2 separate regions of the Zea mays genome follow, and region 1 is linked to region 2. The links are chromatin contacts, called in public Hi-C maps. All regions are on one chromosome and are shown on one strand. Each heading gives the region's core, a stretch centred on a gene start, on an enhancer-like site or on the middle of the called end of the contact. The rest is flanking DNA. Distances are from core to core; before and after follow the strand shown.

Region 1 (3,588 bases), core at 6-2,505, 190 kb before region 2:
ATAAGCGACTCGGACTCTCACATGAGTAGTTTATGTAATTAAATTTAACCAGTCATATATTGTGTTGCATTGTGGGATTTATTCATCATTGTGATCAATTATTTAATTTGGTTGATATACACTTATACTTAATAATTGCTAATAAAATTTTGACCAACTTATTAAAAGCAACACTCAACCTTAACCATTTTCCTTGGTAAGCCTTACACTACACATGAGACCCCACCGTAAGTGAGCTCATACAAATTATATCCCACACTTACTGAGCGATGACCATATGAGAGCTCACACTTGCTATAATCACATCAGTCAAGAATAGGTACTGCAAGATGAGAAGCATGAAGGATGCTACGATAAATTTGGAGAGGTCTAGGCTATCGTCTCTCAGTCAACTATAGTTGTGAAGGATCGTTGTCGTCATATGATGTATTTATTTAGCTATTTTTGTACATAACTCGTATTATATAATAAATATGTGACATTGATTTTTGTATCATGAATTATTATACACGTGAGATTTGATCCTAACATATATTTAAGACGCATCCGAGTTTACCCTTAAATCACAATTTTCTCTACAGCTTTAAAGCCCTATGGCTACGATAAAAGAGAACGGTTCGAAGAATATGAATGAGATTCCACCATCCAACTATCTTCTGTTAAATCTACTATTTTGAGATTTCACAATACTCCCTCTATCCTGCAACATACACCAGAGCTTTTCACTGGGATAACCACAGTTTTCAAGTGGGCCCGAGTCCGAGGCAAAGTTGGAAGAAGTGCACAATGTATTTTTGTCTGTAAAATATTTGTAGACAAATTTATCACCCTAAACTTATAACCTAGTATGATTTGTGTGTATTGGCGTTGTGTTATATTAGTAAAACCATTAATAAAACTACTTAAGATTAAAAAAATCACAAAAGTTAAGAGATTTAAAGAAAACCGGTTTGTAATTCATGAAGGAAAATCGAATGTAACAATAGTGGAGGAAATTAAATTGGATGTTCTAATAATAATAATAATAATAATAATAATAATAATAATAATAATAGTAATAATAATAATAATAGTAATAATAATAATAATAGTAATAATAATAATAATAATCTTTAAAGAGGATTCAGTAGAACGTTGGCTATGAAGCCCATGGCGAGCATAGATGGTTGCATTGAGCTGGGCCTTGTGATTCTAATGTTGTTGCAAAAACGAAAGGGTGTGGGTGGATGGTTGGGCGGCATGCGCGGTGGGGGAGGGGAAGAGAAAGCGAGAGGGAGAGAAATAGCAGGCCGCCTTGAGCTGGCATAGGACGCGACGGCCGACGGTCTCGGTCTCGCAGGGGCAGGGCTGGGCGGTCGACGGAGGCCAATTCTCCAACTTCCTCCCTCCGTCGATCATCCAGCACCAGCAGGAGAATCCCGTCGAATCCCCCTCTCAACCAAGGGCGCGCGCGCGTGCGTATGCCTCCTCCAGATCCAAAGCAACAGACAGCGAGGGGGCACCGGGGTCCGCCGCATGTTTGCGATTTATGGAGGATCATGCTTTCTTGCTTACTACATTAGCTCCTGACGCGCCGCCCTCCCCTCGCGTTCATTGATTTCTGTTATAATTACTACCGAGCTACTATCTCCACATTATTATTGGTAAAGAAAGAAAGGGCGCCTCCTCTAATTTGATGGGCATTCCGTTTCCTTCTCAACTTCAACGCCAACAACAGGTAGGGCGGAGCACCATTCTTTTTCTTTTGTACATTTGTTATCGACTCTATAATCGTTCTTCAACAAGGTTGCATAGAGAAAAGGTCCATTTCATGTTGAGGAATATTGAATCGAGAATTTTATAATGACCTCATTGCAGTTGATGCTACTATGGTTGGAAATCGGGCATGGTTCGGAGGGCTTTTCAGCGGCTCAGGCAAAAGGCGACAAGTCAGTGCAGAGAAGATAGTGCTTGATCTAACCCCTGTACAGGTACAGATGCACTGCCATCGTTATCATGATGTGTTTATTAGGCATAGTACATGCATGATTCTGTGTCGTCTCTTGTTTTTAGGGAAACAATAAATGAAATAGAATAAGCACAATGGCATGGACCATGCAAGCTTAATTGCGTTTCTTCCTACGCCTGAAATAACCCTGGTCTTAAATATTCATTCAGGAACAGAGACTGCAAAGTCTGAAGGAAAGGCTAAATGTACCTTACGACGAAACTCGGACGGATCATCAAGTGAGGAAACTCTCGACTCAATTAGCTTCACGACGAGGAGTACTTTATCATCAATACGGATTTCAATCCGTGTGTCCCTATGATGTAGATAGAGGCTTCAAACTTACTCTAGAGTAATCTAGAAACAAAATTGGTATTCTGCAACACTTAGCACAATGTAGATAGAGACTTCAAAATGCAACTAGCTTTGCTCTTTGTTTTGCTTAGTTAGTTATACCCTCATATTGACTTTGAGCCGATGTTGACTTGTGAAATTTATAATATTGTGTGCTTTGGATTTAGGATTCGCTTAGGGCTCTATGGAATGCCTCCTTTCCCGATACAGAGCTCACTAGCTTAGTTTCGGAACAGTGGAAAGACATGGGGTGGCAGGGCGTCAACCCAGCAACTGATTTCAGGTTAATCCGAGTTTTTTTGTTGCCTCTCTATGCACTATTTTAGGTTGTCGAAAATATGCTTCACACTTCCTTTCCTTTTAGAGGCCTGCAACCAGCTGCTGGTCCTGCATTTCCCTGACAGATGAAGAGTACGTCTTAACAATATCGTGTTACTTTGATTCCAGGGGCTGTGGATTTGTTTCGCTTGAGAACCTTTTGTTTTTTGCAAGAACGTATCCGGTAGGTCCTTTTTTCCCCTTTAATTTAATGATTAATATACACATATTTGTGCCAGAAACTAAGAGGTGGGTGGGTGGGTGGGTGGGATCTGGATTCATGGATCCTGCAGTATAATAATAAAAAACGAATGGAGTCCTCCTTACTAATTAAGTGAGCAAAGTGTCCATGCATATAGATCTGATGGTTGCTGGTGGCTGATCCACCAATTAAGCAGGCTTCTTTCAAGAGACTGATGCTGAAGCAGCAAGGAATGCGAACTACGTGGGAGTACCCCTTTGCGGTCGCAGGTGTAAACATCTCATACATGCTGATTCAACTGTTGGAGCTCAACTCAGGTATGCATGTCAACCATTCCAGAAGGACCAAAAGGATTTTTTTTTTTGTGTGGCTGGGCATGGCATCTGATCTCTACATGTGAAACTGTCCAGTTGCCTAGAATTAATAAGAATTCACATGTATCATCAGATTTGTTTTGGTCAAAAGCACTAATAAAAGCAGTAATCAGAGTACGTAGCCCACCATGCATGTGCATCGCGTTCGTACGAGTCAAACGGCCCCCGCATCATCATTGTGCAGGCACATTGCAAGTATAGTATCAGGTTTTGTTTCCTTTCTCAAGACGTGGAATCTTTGGATTTTGATCACGACTGTTGGACGATGAGCATGCATTATATTATAATAGGCACATGGTGGACACAGCTGGTGGCCTGGTGCTGATAACTGCTAACCGATCATCTCGTCCCCT
Region 2 (3,389 bases), core at 741-3,240:
TGTCCAAGTTTACATCCAAATGTGCAAGACCTACCGCCATCTGGATTGTGCACAAAGAATCATCAATGTTTTGGTGTAAGCTATACCAAGCCCACAAGACAAGACTGGGCTATGTAAACCCAACCAGCCCAAATAGGAGGGATACTATACTAAAACCCTAACCAGGAATCAAATTCAGAAAAATAAAGAAGGTAAGCGCTCCTGTTCTTTTCCGTAGTTGCCCCCTTCAGAATTGGGAGTAATTATCTACTTCTTGTGTTCTTGGGCATCCTTGTGATGCAGCAGTTTGTCTGCCTTGCCTCGTTCCGTATACATTGATCACACATATACTTGGCACAAATTCCTTTTATCACAGTTTATTGTCCCACAGATGTAGCCTGTTTGAGCCATCAATTCGCCAGTTTACATGGATCAATGATATCCACGGTCCTAAGACGAGAAGATCAGGCATGCACCCATGTCATAACTACTGTGTTTGAACCTCTACATTATATAGATTAAGTCACTCTGGTTGTGTGTGCACACTAAAGGTGAGCACTGAGCAATACCAATGAATATCTTGGGTAAATCCCAGTATAAGGAAGAACAATATATAAATTTACACACACAAAACTCTGGCTTCGGATACTTAACAGTTAAGGCACAAACACTTGTCAAATTTCACTGGTTCCAACTTATTGCAGACAAGTTCAGTGAATTTTAGATGCTATAATAGGGCCATGAAAGAAATAGAAATGTGATAGGTGGAATGTAAATAAAAAAGCATAGGAGCAACCATTTTAAAAATGGTACTTCCAGGATTTCAATGGAATTTCCGAATGAGCTAGTATTGTATAAATTGTCACCTAAAGTGTTCCCCGTTATTCAACTTTTGATGTATTGGTGCAGATACTTAATTTTCCGCCACAAAATAAACCTTGAGCGCATGCATACATTGCGGACTAAGGAATAGCATTTTTTAGTGACTGGCAACATAAAAAAGAAGACTGCAGCTAACCAAGGGCAGAGGAGAAAGGAAATTAAGTGCTTACGTGGGGCTCAAATTTGCGAGCTTTCTGACAAGGACGGCTCCTCCAGTTGGAGATACGATGGGAGCCATGGCTTCTTCCCCTTTGGTCTGACACACGTAGGTGAGCTTGCCATGGAAGAAATTTTTGAATATCACATCAGTTAGCTGCGTGCTGCTGATCTGGCCCACATTATATTTCTGCTTGGATACGGATGCAGAGAAGAGAAATGCATGTATAAGAAAAGAGTTCAAGAAAAAATGTTATAACATGATGACGTGAAAATGGGGGGAAAATGTGGTGTTGTGTTTGCAGTCTCGACCTCTATTCCTGAGCAGACAATAAAAAATCAGTCCACGTTGTGCTATTATTCCATAGTTGTTGCTGCTGCAGGCATAACACGCGTAGCGGTAGCGTTATTTGATTGATGTAATTTTCCATATAGTCCAGCTAAGCTAGTGTACAAGTACAACAGTGTTGTGGTGAAGGGCAAATGGATTGAACAGTGTGGTAGAATCGACGAGTGTACAGACTCAAAGGTAGATAGAGGGAATTAATTACAGAGCAAGATGTGCTGCTACTAGGGTCCTTGGATCTTGAGAGAGGGTGGAGTAGGATTTAGAAGAAACATGGGGCTGGGGAATAGATGGATAGGTGCAGCACCTTCAACGAGAGGGAGATGCAGTAATCAAACTTGTGTGCGGCATAGCGGAACCAAGTCGAGAGCGAAACCATCCTCCCAAACCCCTGCTTGCCGCCTGCTCTGCTCTTCCACGCCCTCCTCCAGGAGCGCACGCACTGATACCCCACCCCTCTCTGTTTGGGGAGGGAGCTCCTCCTGCCCGCTGGCCGCCGCTGGTGCTCCACGCAGTCCGCAAGCAGAGGAGAGAGCGGGGAGCGGCGGCGGCGGAATGAAACTACAAAGAGGAGGCGGCGGCCGTCGCGCAAAGAGGACCTATGATGTTTTCCCCCTTACTCCTTTCCGCAGGCACAGTCCGTCCGTCCACTGCATAGGGGAAGTATTCCGTAGGCGGGCTTCTATAACCTAACCAATTCTTTGTGGGCTGGAAAATGGATAGGCTGGGCCTCTTTCATTCAAAACTATCCTTTTCTTTTTTTTCTTTTTGGCTTATGAGTGAAATTACTTAGAATATATATTGTAGCCATAGGTAGGCTAGTGTATAGTACCGAATTTTTTTGTATTTTGGCGCTTTTTTGGAAAAAAAATCATATTTAGACTAAAAAATTTTAATCTCGTTTTTGGACCTTTTGCTCGGCGACATAGACTATGGCGCCGAGATACGTGTTGTGTCGGCACAACCCGGACGACGTGGCGTCGACGTGGCACCGAGCTCGGTGCCACAGATCTTGGCGCCGAGCTCAGTTGTGTTATTAACAGTTTTGTTGGGAACACATAAGCACAAAGCTTGTCTAGCTTAGTTGGTAGAGCGCAATGCTTTTAACCTTGTGGTGTTGGTTCAAGCCCACAGTTTGCGTTCTCAATACTTTTTGTCCTGGTCATTGATTTGTTTTTTTTTTGTTTATGTCCCTGATTTGTCCGTCCAGATTTAAATCTTACCTAGATTTTTTTTTGTATTTGTTACTAATTTGTTTTTTTGTTTATGTCGCTGATGTGTCCGTCTAGATTTATTTCTCATCCAATTTTTTTTGCTTATGTCACTTAGTACCTGCACACAAAACCTTTTTACTTGTGCTCTAGGAAATGTAAAGAGATTAATTGTATAGATGTGCTTCTATGTCCTAACTTCATTATTCAAGCAAACATACACTTGGGAAGCTCACTCGAATCCGAGCAGTTTCACCTTGCCAAGGAAGTGGCACAGTTTTACCTTGCTATAATCATCTTGATATTTGGATGAGTAGTGATAAAGACAAAAAAATCTGGATGAGAAATAAATCTGTACGGATACATCAGCGACTTAAACAAAAAAAATTCAGTGACAAAGACAAAAAAAAGTATTGAAACACAAAATATGAGGCTTGAAAACCTAGGACCACAAGGTTACGAGTCTTGCACTCTACCAACTAAGCTAGACAAGCTTTGTGCTTACATCTTTCCAACATAACTCTTGATAACACAATCGAACTCGGCGCCAAGATCTGTGGCGTCGAGCTCGGGCCACGTCGGTGCCACGACGTCTGGTTTGTGCCAGCGCAGCGCGTACATCGGCGCCATAGGCTATGGCGCCGAGCAAAGGGTCAAAAAATGACATTAAAATTTTCTAGGGTCCAAACGTGATTTTTTCCGAAAAAGAGCCAAAATGAAAAAAAAATCATGTATAGTACTACCTGAAAGTCCTAGAGGGGGGTGAATAGGCGTAATCTGAAATTTACAACTTTAAACACACACTACAAGTCGGG

The links. A called contact is a pair of places that touch in the nucleus more often than the background predicts.
Region 1: a contact with region 2 is called in a Hi-C map of tassel, with 2.6 times the contacts expected there. The contact joins the promoter of LOC100192852 here to the promoter of LOC100193542 in region 2. A contact is called at or near these places in 2 of 25 Hi-C or Micro-C datasets (ear and tassel).

Annotation. Positions count from the first base shown.
Region 1 is chr2:117,645,979-117,649,566 of Zm-B73-REFERENCE-NAM-5.0, reverse strand. LOC100192852 reads left to right here and starts at 1,255. Exons shown (of 8, transcript NM_001138042.1): 1 at 1,255-1,717; 2 at 1,858-1,970; 3 at 2,158-2,226; 4 at 2,509-2,624; 5 at 2,789-2,843; 6 at 3,058-3,178. The coding sequence starts at 1,869.
Region 2 is chr2:117,455,235-117,458,623 of Zm-B73-REFERENCE-NAM-5.0, reverse strand. LOC100193542 reads right to left here and starts at 1,990. Exons shown (of 5, transcript NM_001138653.1): 1 at 1,671-1,990; 2 at 1,032-1,207. The coding sequence starts at 1,742.